Linked DNA regions of Rattus norvegicus: region 2 is linked to region 1. The links are chromatin contacts, called in public Hi-C maps. All regions are on one chromosome and are shown on one strand. Each heading gives the region's core, a stretch centred on a gene start, on an enhancer-like site or on the middle of the called end of the contact. The rest is flanking DNA. Distances are from core to core; before and after follow the strand shown. Region 1 holds the start of Slit3 (slit guidance ligand 3). Region 2 overlaps Slit3 (slit guidance ligand 3).

Region 1 (4,066 bases), core at 1,488-3,987:
GAACAGGTGAAGGAGAGACCTGAAGTGGGTTTTCTTTGGGGGATGGGTGGGTGGTTTGCTTTAAAGACTGGAAAAAAGGGGGGTGGGTGTTAAAAAGTTGGCTAAAACGGCTTTTGTAGAACACTGAAAATCATTCCACAGAGTGAAAAGTTATCTTTGGCATATGGGCATAGAGAATTCTACCCAACTGCCTGACCTCCTAATGATTTACCCAGACTTTAACAGTGGCGCTGGCAAATTCTTCCGTGAGGAGATTGACACACTATGAAGATGCCTCATGGTTAGGCAGAAGTGGGAACAGAACCGTGGGTCCTGCTCCACAACCTTTCAATAATTAGCTGGGTAGCTTTGCACAGAAGCCTACCTCTCTGATTCTCTTTCCTCCTTAGGAAAAGAGAAGGGGTGCATTATGTTTGAGACTCTGTGCTCACACTCCAAGGGAGTTTTATGTGAACGCCAGAAGAGGTTAACTGGAAAACCAGAGCCAGCAAACCTGCAGCGAATCTCCAAGAGGGGTAGAGTAAGGAACACCTTAATCTTTACTGGGGAAACCCTTTGCCCTAAGAAGACACATGTGGACCCAGGCATATCCAGAAGACAGTAGATTAGGTCATTTCTAAGGGTGTCTTTGCCCAAGTAATCCAGGTCTCTGTGCACCCTGCTCTTCTGCATATGCGTGTCTGTTTCACTTGAAGATGACTGATTCTGAAGAGCTCCCATAACCTGTAGTCTGTGTAAGGGGCCTTCTCCCAGGGAATAGCAAATTTGAATGCCTATGAGTCATTTAAAGAGCTAGTAGGCTCCCAACGGGCCCCCAACAGCTTAAATAGAAACACAGGGGCTAACCACTGTGCTCAGAGAACCCACCCAGGTCCAGGCTGCAGGGCTGCAGAACATGCTTTACTAGCATGCATGCATCTCAGCAGACAAAGACAACCCTACCCTTTGCTGCTCCAGACAGTCTGGGATGCTTTTGTGCTCTTGGGACCCTGCCTGGTCCTCTCTCATCTGCCTCTGTCCTGGTACTAAATTGGTTCAAGGTTTGTAGGAAAGCTTCAGAGGACTGAGGGAAAGGCATGTTTGGAGTTCTTAAATGCTGAAGTCACCACGGGAAGAAGAGCCTAGCTCTTTTCTGGCCACCAGAGGGCGATGGCGGCGGCAGCTGGGCAGAAAACAGTTCCCAAGAATAACAGCAGAAAACTGAATCTCACGTGTTTTTGAATGATGCTGGGGTTGGGGGTATGAGTGTGTGTGTGTGTGTGTGTGTGTGTGTGTGTGTGTGTGTGTGTGTGTGTAGGGGGCGTGGCCATTGAGTCCTTGGAGCTAGGTCTCTGAAAATCTGCTGGCATAATAAAATAAAATTTGCACCTCTGCTATATATTTACAGTATTTAGTCAAGTAGCTAAAAGTTTCCTTTAAGGAAAGTGAAGGAATCAGAGTAGCATTCATATAAGAGAAAAGAACGTTCGCAGGCGCAATTGTTAGTGGTATGGGAACATACAGGTTATTGTGTGTGTGAAAGTGCATATGATTTATAGTTAAGAGTATAGGGGTGTGTGTGTGTGTGTGTGTGTGTGTGTGTGTGTGTGTGTGTGTGTGTAAGACACTTTCAGACTTTTCCAGTACAAGAGGATCTCAAGGAAGTCTGGGCAATACTTCTTCCAGTTCCTGCCCCTTCCCTTCAAACAAACAAACAAAATCATTCCTACAAGTATTTATGGAGCCTCTAACATGGCCCTTCCCCACCGGCATCTGGAAAAGCTCAGACCAGCCAATTTAGAGCAGGCACTGGCAGAATGAAGGCAAGGCTGGGGAGGAGGGGGTGGGGAATGGGTCCCTTGCAGGCTACAACACTATTTTATAAAATCACGTTCTTTTCTTTGATGTGTCAAGGAAGTCGGACAGAACTCTGGCACCTTGATTTGAGGAAATAAAGGCTCACAGGTGACAAGATTGCCCTGAAGTCCCTTGACAGGAAGCAGATGGAGTGATGGTGTCAACATCGGGGTCCAAGTTCTTACATTCACTACATAGAGACAAAAACAGAGAGACAGAGACAGATAGACTGACTGACTGACTGTAACTGTGTGACTGTGGAGTTTTCTCTAATCCGTAAGTCCCCTAGGAAATAATTGTTGGCCTTGCTGTGAATACTAAATGGGGTAGGGACAACGTTACGACGGAGCATGCTTAGCACCTCAGTGATCTCGGATAAGCAGTTCACTTAGCCCAGCTTTGGCTTTTTTACCTAAAACATGAAGCCCAGTTTCTGATGCGCCCATGTCGGTATTCTGTATCCAGCTCGGTGACTGAATTAAAAACAAAAACAAAAACCAATGAAGCCACAAGGTTTATCAATCCTTGGTTCCCAAGAATAAATGGATTTCCATGTTTCTTTCCTGGCGGCCCGGCTGGTCAAGTCCCTTTCCTTCCCAGTTGGGTCTCTCTAGCTCCCCTGCCGCCTCCTCCCTCCAGGCTCTTGGTTGCTCCAGCAAAGTTCCCAACTTAGTCGACGTGACGCTCAGCGCAGCCAATGGGAGGCGGAGCTGGTGTTTTGGGAGGGGGGCGGGAGGGGCTGGGCCCCGCGTCTCCGGTGTCTGCCCTGCTCAGTGAATGGAGAGAGCGAGCGCCGGCTAGCTCTCCCGGCCACTCCGTGCCCCAGCCGCCTCCGTGCTCCGCAGCCCAGCCCTGAGCCGGACTTCCCAGGGCACTGTGCTCCTCGGCGCTCAGCCCAGGACCCAGACCGAATCCTCACCTCTGCCGGCCACCCACAGGGACCCGAGAGCGCTCCGTACCTGGGCACCGTGAGTGATGCGCAGCGGGGCAGCGCCAGCCCCACGGATGGAGCTGCTGCCGCCGCCGCCCGGCGCGCCCCGCTCCGCCCGCGCCCCGTGCGCCTGAGCGCCGCGCCCGCCCCTCCTCCGCGCCAACTCCGCCGCCCGCCCCCCAGGCCGCCCGCGCGCCTCCTCGGGCTCCTCGTGTCCCGCCGCGCCAAGCAGCCTCCTCTGGGTGCTGGCGCCTGTACACCATGGCCCCCGGGCGGACCGGGGCCGGCGCCGCTGTGCGCGCCCGCCTGGCACTGGCCTTGGCGCTGGCGAGCATCCTGAGCGGACCCCCCGCTGCTGCCTGCCCCACCAAGTGTACCTGCTCCGCCGCTAGCGTGGACTGCCACGGGCTGGGCCTGCGCGCCGTTCCCCGGGGCATCCCCCGCAACGCTGAGCGCCTGTGAGTACCCACCCCGCCCGCCCGCTCAGGCCACCCACCCCGCTCCTACAGGGCGCAGGTCCTTCTTTGCTCTCCCGTGTATGAGGGACGACCTCTGTCTTCCCTCCCCGGCTAACAGACACCCTCAATAAGTTGGGGGTGGCATGGCTTTGGGCAGGTGTGGAGAGAAGTGTCCGAGTTCCCCCCGCGATGGGACCGGGTAGTGCCTCTCTGGTTGAGGGCTCAGGGAAAGAGCTCAACCTCTGACAGCTCCGCAGAAGAAAGCTGACAGAAGGCAAGCAGAGAGTCAGGGAGCGTGGTAGTCTCAAGGTTTGGGATTGGGTAGGGAGGGGTCCATTACTTCTTGCTTTTTGTAAAGGGGGAGGTGAGGGAGCAAGCTGGACAGAGATGGGGAGTCTCGATCGCAGCCTCGAGACAGTATCGGCCCCCACCCCCAAAAAACGGCAACCCGCTTGGAGGTCAGAATGGGCCAGCTGCTGTGTGGCTGTCCTTGCAAGGAAAGTTGTGTGTGTACGTGAAGGTCTTAACTTCTGAAGAACCGGACGAATTCTGAGTGGGTGCTTTCAACACCCTCCCTGCCTGGAGCGCAGTTGGGGATGCCAAGTTGCAGCCCGGGTGAATTTTTTATGGCTGGGTTATAAATGCCTCCCCAAACGGGCCGGAGAATGGAAATGCTGACAGCCCTTTAAATGAGACCTAGCGCTATAATCTTACAAACCGCACTCAGCCTCGGATCCTGGGGTTGGCAGCTAGCGGAGAGGCTCTTGGAGAGTGGGGTGGATTGACCCTCGTTTTAACCCCAATTGTGCAACCAAATATTTACTTTTCTTATGTCAGCGTT
Region 2 (4,342 bases), core at 1,008-3,507, 300 kb after region 1:
GGAGTTATTGATCGAACGAGAAATTAAGACTTATGGTTATTATAGTAAAGGGCAGGAGGGGAGTGGGCCTCTGTGCCTGAGGTCCCGAATAACCTGTTCAACTTGATCTATAATAATTGAAGGCAGGGAGTGCTGGTAAGATCAGCGGCGCTGATTGGATCTGCTCTTGGTGCCTCTGGCTTGGTGCTTTTATTTTATTTTATTTTATTTTATTATTTTGATGGGTGTGAGAAAGGCTGGGTGCATAGAGCACTCACTGCCTGCCTTGGCACTGCTATGTACGGGGAAGAAAGACGCTGTCTTCTTCCCTAAGGCCCCTGACCTCAACACAATCCTGAAACTCTGTCTCCTCCTCCACTGGTTTCTATTCAGACCCTATCCGGTCTTGGCCCTTCCTCGTTACCAGAATCTGACCCAGTGTAACCAAATTCTTGCTGGATTCCACCCTGCCGTGTGCTCTCAGGCAAATAAGGCTGACCTTGCAGCTTAGACTAGGCGTACACTGCTAAACTTGTGCACCTTATCTCATGCCCAATATCAGTGTCTCTTCATAAGGACAAAAAAATTACATATGCAGACCGCTTCTGCACAGCGCCCAGCACACAGTTGCTGGAAGTTACTCTCATTTAACAAATAACGTCTTTGTAGCAAAATATAAAGAAGAAAAAAATGAAGAAATCCTTCTAACTCAGTATAGAATTAATCACTTGTCTCCCAGTTACCTTTTTGCTCAATATTCATTCATTCATTCATTCATTCATTCATTCATTCAATGATACAGTCTACCAGGGTGAGCCCAGGAGTCTAAACTTCCAGGTTCTCCTGCCTCTCCCCTCCAAATGCTGGGGTTAGAGGGATGTTCCACCCGACTCAGTTATAACCATTACTCTACTTGAACGTTTCATTTTAGACTTCTTTCTTTTGTAACACCAGATATTTCCCCCTTGCCAATAAATACCCTGGCCCTGGCCCAGTGTTTTAAGTGATGACCTAATCCATTGCACGGATATGATGCTTTAATCTCCCCAATAACGAGTTTGTCTTTGTTTATCTTTTCTCCTGAAATTTCTGCAGTGATCAGCAGGGATTTGCAGATGTATCTGTCTCCATGATTGTGTCTTTAAGTCCGTAGCCTTGAAGCACCTGGCCAAAGGCTATACAGAACATTCTGGAATCTTCTTGAAACTCCCCTGCTTGGCATAAGTTGGAAAGTTCTATGGATGCTAGGAAGAAGTTTGGCTCTGGGGAGAAGACAGTCCTTGGTCCTAATCCTCCCTGTTGGGAAAATGGCTTCTGTCCCCTAAACCTCATTTCTATTGACATCATTCAGGGATGGAAGGAAAAGCTTTTGTTTCAGCCAGTCAGAGGCCGTTTGATGAAGTCAGGCATTCCGAGCCTTTCAGATCATACCTGGTCTTGGGAGCAGCCTTCACCTCAGATGTGTTGGAACATGCAGGAAAATTTAACTCGTTTCCCAGTCTGCCTTCTCCATCAACTTGCCCAAGTGCCTGAACCTGGGCACTGCTCCATGGTGCATTTTGGGTGAGGAGGAGAGAGTGTGGGGGCTGGAATTTGAAAGCCCTGCAGAACTGGTCTAGTTCTCCTTTGCTGTACCAGAATAAAAAACCTCTTTGAACAAATGGCCCCAAGATAAAACCACACTGGGGTTTGAGTCTTCTCAGGGTGGGGCACATTCTCCAGGAGGTGGAGCTGGCATGGTTCTGTTGAACAAGCTGACGTTTGGTCCCACAGTTCTGAAATCTCAGAGCTCAGGGGAGAGACCTTTGGATCCCCATTCTGTCTCTCACAGGGCTTTTAAGGCTACAGAGAGAAAACATGCCTGCTGACCCCCAGCAGAGCTGTATACACTTCCTTTCCTTTGCCCTGGCTGAAACCTACAAAGGTGAACATTGAGAAAGCCTGTGGGAGGCTGTGTGGTATGTGGTAAGCTTTGTGCTGAGCCCGAGTCCCTCAGTATGCCCTCGCTTTCACAGCGGCAGGCACGTTTGTATGTTTGGGTTTTCCAGGAGGGATAAATCACACAAACAGAGGGCCTCTGGATTCCTTGGGGGAGCCCAGCCCCCTCAAATTGAACACATGCCCCATTCTGCAGGCTGTACAGAGCAGGCTGCACACGCTGCTCTGGTCTGAAGTGCTTTCTCTGCAAAACTCATTCTTGGAGAGAACTTTCTTTGTGCCACAGTTCAGCCTTTTAGACTAAACAGACAAAGAAAAAATAGTGAGGTGAAGGGCCAGAAGGGTTCCTTCTGTGCAGCAGAGGAGAGAAGGGATTGCCGGGCTTCGTGGCCTCTGCTGTGGTACCCAAGCCAAGAGGGATGCTGGGAAATAGATCCCCTTGCTCATTGTGTCCTGATCCCTCTTTGTTTTTCTCTCTGCTTGGATGGTGCTGTGAGCTTGTCTGGCCTCCAAATGCACATCTTGTCCTCTTTGGGCCCCAAGCGGGCCTGTGGTATTTGGCCTGCATAGCAGCCTTCGTTTAAAATCAAAGCATCGAAGGTTGATCTGGTTTGAACACAAATCCAGAGCTTGGGGCTCTTTGGCATGTGAGCCCCTTGGGGCCGAGAGTTCTGTTCCTCCCACCCCACCATGAGCCTAGAGTGATGTTGAAGAATTGTATCCTCTTTGATGCCTGGGAAACCAATGCCTGGCTAGTTTCTCCATCCTCCAGTCCTGTCCACCCAGCAGTTGAGTTGATCTGGGGTGCATGCATCCTGTTTTTATTACAAGGTGCGTTTTTTGCTCACAGGCCCTTTCGCTCCAGCCACCCCCCCCCCAGGTCCCTGCTGCTGTGAGCAGAGATCCCCTCATTCCATTAACATGCTAATAGAGCGGGGACGGGATGGCAGCCCTCACCCACCTCACCCCACCTCCAAGGTTAAGCCTCCAACCCGGGGAGAGCATCTTGGACCAGCAATTTCGGGAGACAGTTAAAAGATTAGATAGTAAATTTACTTAACAGAGACTAATCGCCTGGGGCTGGGTTTCATATCCTGTTTTGAAATAATGTATTTTCTTTTTGTGCTCTGGTCTGAATCTGTCATCCCTCTTCTAATAATGAGAGGCAGAGGATTTTTAATCTTTGACCCTCTTCCATATAATCTAATCATAGCGGTTTTCTGACCCCTCTTCTCCTTATTTGGCAAAGTTCTGGAAAGAAAGAGAATCCTTTCTCGGGCTTAGCTGAGCCGTGGTCCACTTCTCGCCAAGGGTCCGGGTTTGATATGCTGTTAGCAGTCCCTTCAACTGAGGTCCATTCAACAGGAGGAAGAAGAAAGCCAAAGATGCTGGTGTCCGAGTCAGGTGAATGGAGGGAGCAACAAGGTGACAGATGTTCCACACCCAGGTGGCCTGTGAGCCGAGGTGCACATGGGAACGAGCGGTCTGAGGCGAGGCACTTGTTGATGAAGCTAGGAATGAGTCTCCTCGTTATCCACACATGGAAACGTGTGCATTGAACATCCCTCTCAAGCTGGGAGGTCTTGGGAGTCTCCCCTTTCCTCTTAGGGTTTGGCTCGAAGACGGGCGTTTGACCCCAGGCAGTACATGCGGAGGCCTTCCTTTATGTGTGGAGTCTCTTCAGACTGTCTGGCTTTGGGAGTTGCCCTGACAGGAATCTTGGAGGAAGCTGGGAGTTTAGCTTCAGTTCCCGACTGAAAATGGAATGGAAACAAGTAAATACAGGGTTGCTCTCGCTTCCCCAGCCCCTACCCACCCGTTCTCCCCAACTTAAGAGGTTGTGATTATTGAAGGAGGCGTGGCCGAGATCCATCCACATACAGCACCTCCTGCTCGACCTCAGTGCCAGAATGAAACCATGGCCTTTAGCTACTCAGCCAGGGTTGTCCGGCTGAAAGTAAGAAAACACAGCCGAACCTACTTCATTAAATAAAGGGTTGTATTGAAAACATATGGGGCAGGGCTTCCAGAGTGAAAGGGACGTGGAGAAGAAAGGATTGTAGTCCCAAGGAGCCGGTCAACTTCTGAGAGTACTGAGAGAGACAGTGGCTTAACAGTCACACCCAGACTGCTGCTGAATGGAGACACCTCTGTCAGCCTTTCCCTCCCATTACCTTTGACTCACAAGACATAGAGGGAGACTCATGGGTTGGCGCGTCCTGTGTACTTGGCCAGGACAAGATAATGCATCTCGATTCCTTACGGTTCTGCCAGAATACATCCAGGGGGCAGCAAACTGAAGACTACAGAGGCAGGTAGCCAGAAGCCCGCTGGCTTTCCCCGGACCTACATCTCTCCAGAATCTGGCTTTGCTGGGGCAGCAAGCAGAGCGGTCCAAAGGAAGTTGAAACAATCAGCAAGGTTC

The links. Hi-C and Micro-C count contacts between places; a contact is called where the count stands out from the background.
Region 2: a Hi-C map of Schwann cells shows a contact between it and region 1, with 5 times the contacts expected there. The contact joins the enhancer-like site here to the promoter of Slit3 in region 1. A contact is called at or near these places in 11 of 12 Hi-C or Micro-C datasets (the A7r5 cell line, Schwann cells, frontal cortex and 6 more) and 1 of 1 datasets of contacts at active chromatin or transcription factors (oligodendrocytes).

What each region holds. Positions count from the first base shown.
Region 1 is chr10:20,073,192-20,077,257 of GRCr8, forward strand. Slit3 (slit guidance ligand 3) reads left to right here and starts at 2,738. Exons shown (of 36, transcript NM_031321.1): 1 at 2,738-3,225. The coding sequence starts at 3,029.
Region 2 is chr10:20,372,529-20,376,870 of GRCr8, forward strand. The region is part of intron 4 of Slit3 (slit guidance ligand 3); the gene reads left to right. Among named protein-coding and RNA genes, the nearest start is that of Mir218-2, 200 kb to the right of the region's middle. Within about 2 kb of position 2,258, at least 4 of the 93 cell types and tissues checked have an H3K27ac peak or open chromatin away from gene starts, as enhancers often do. A contact at or near this core is called in Schwann cells, where this site is marked.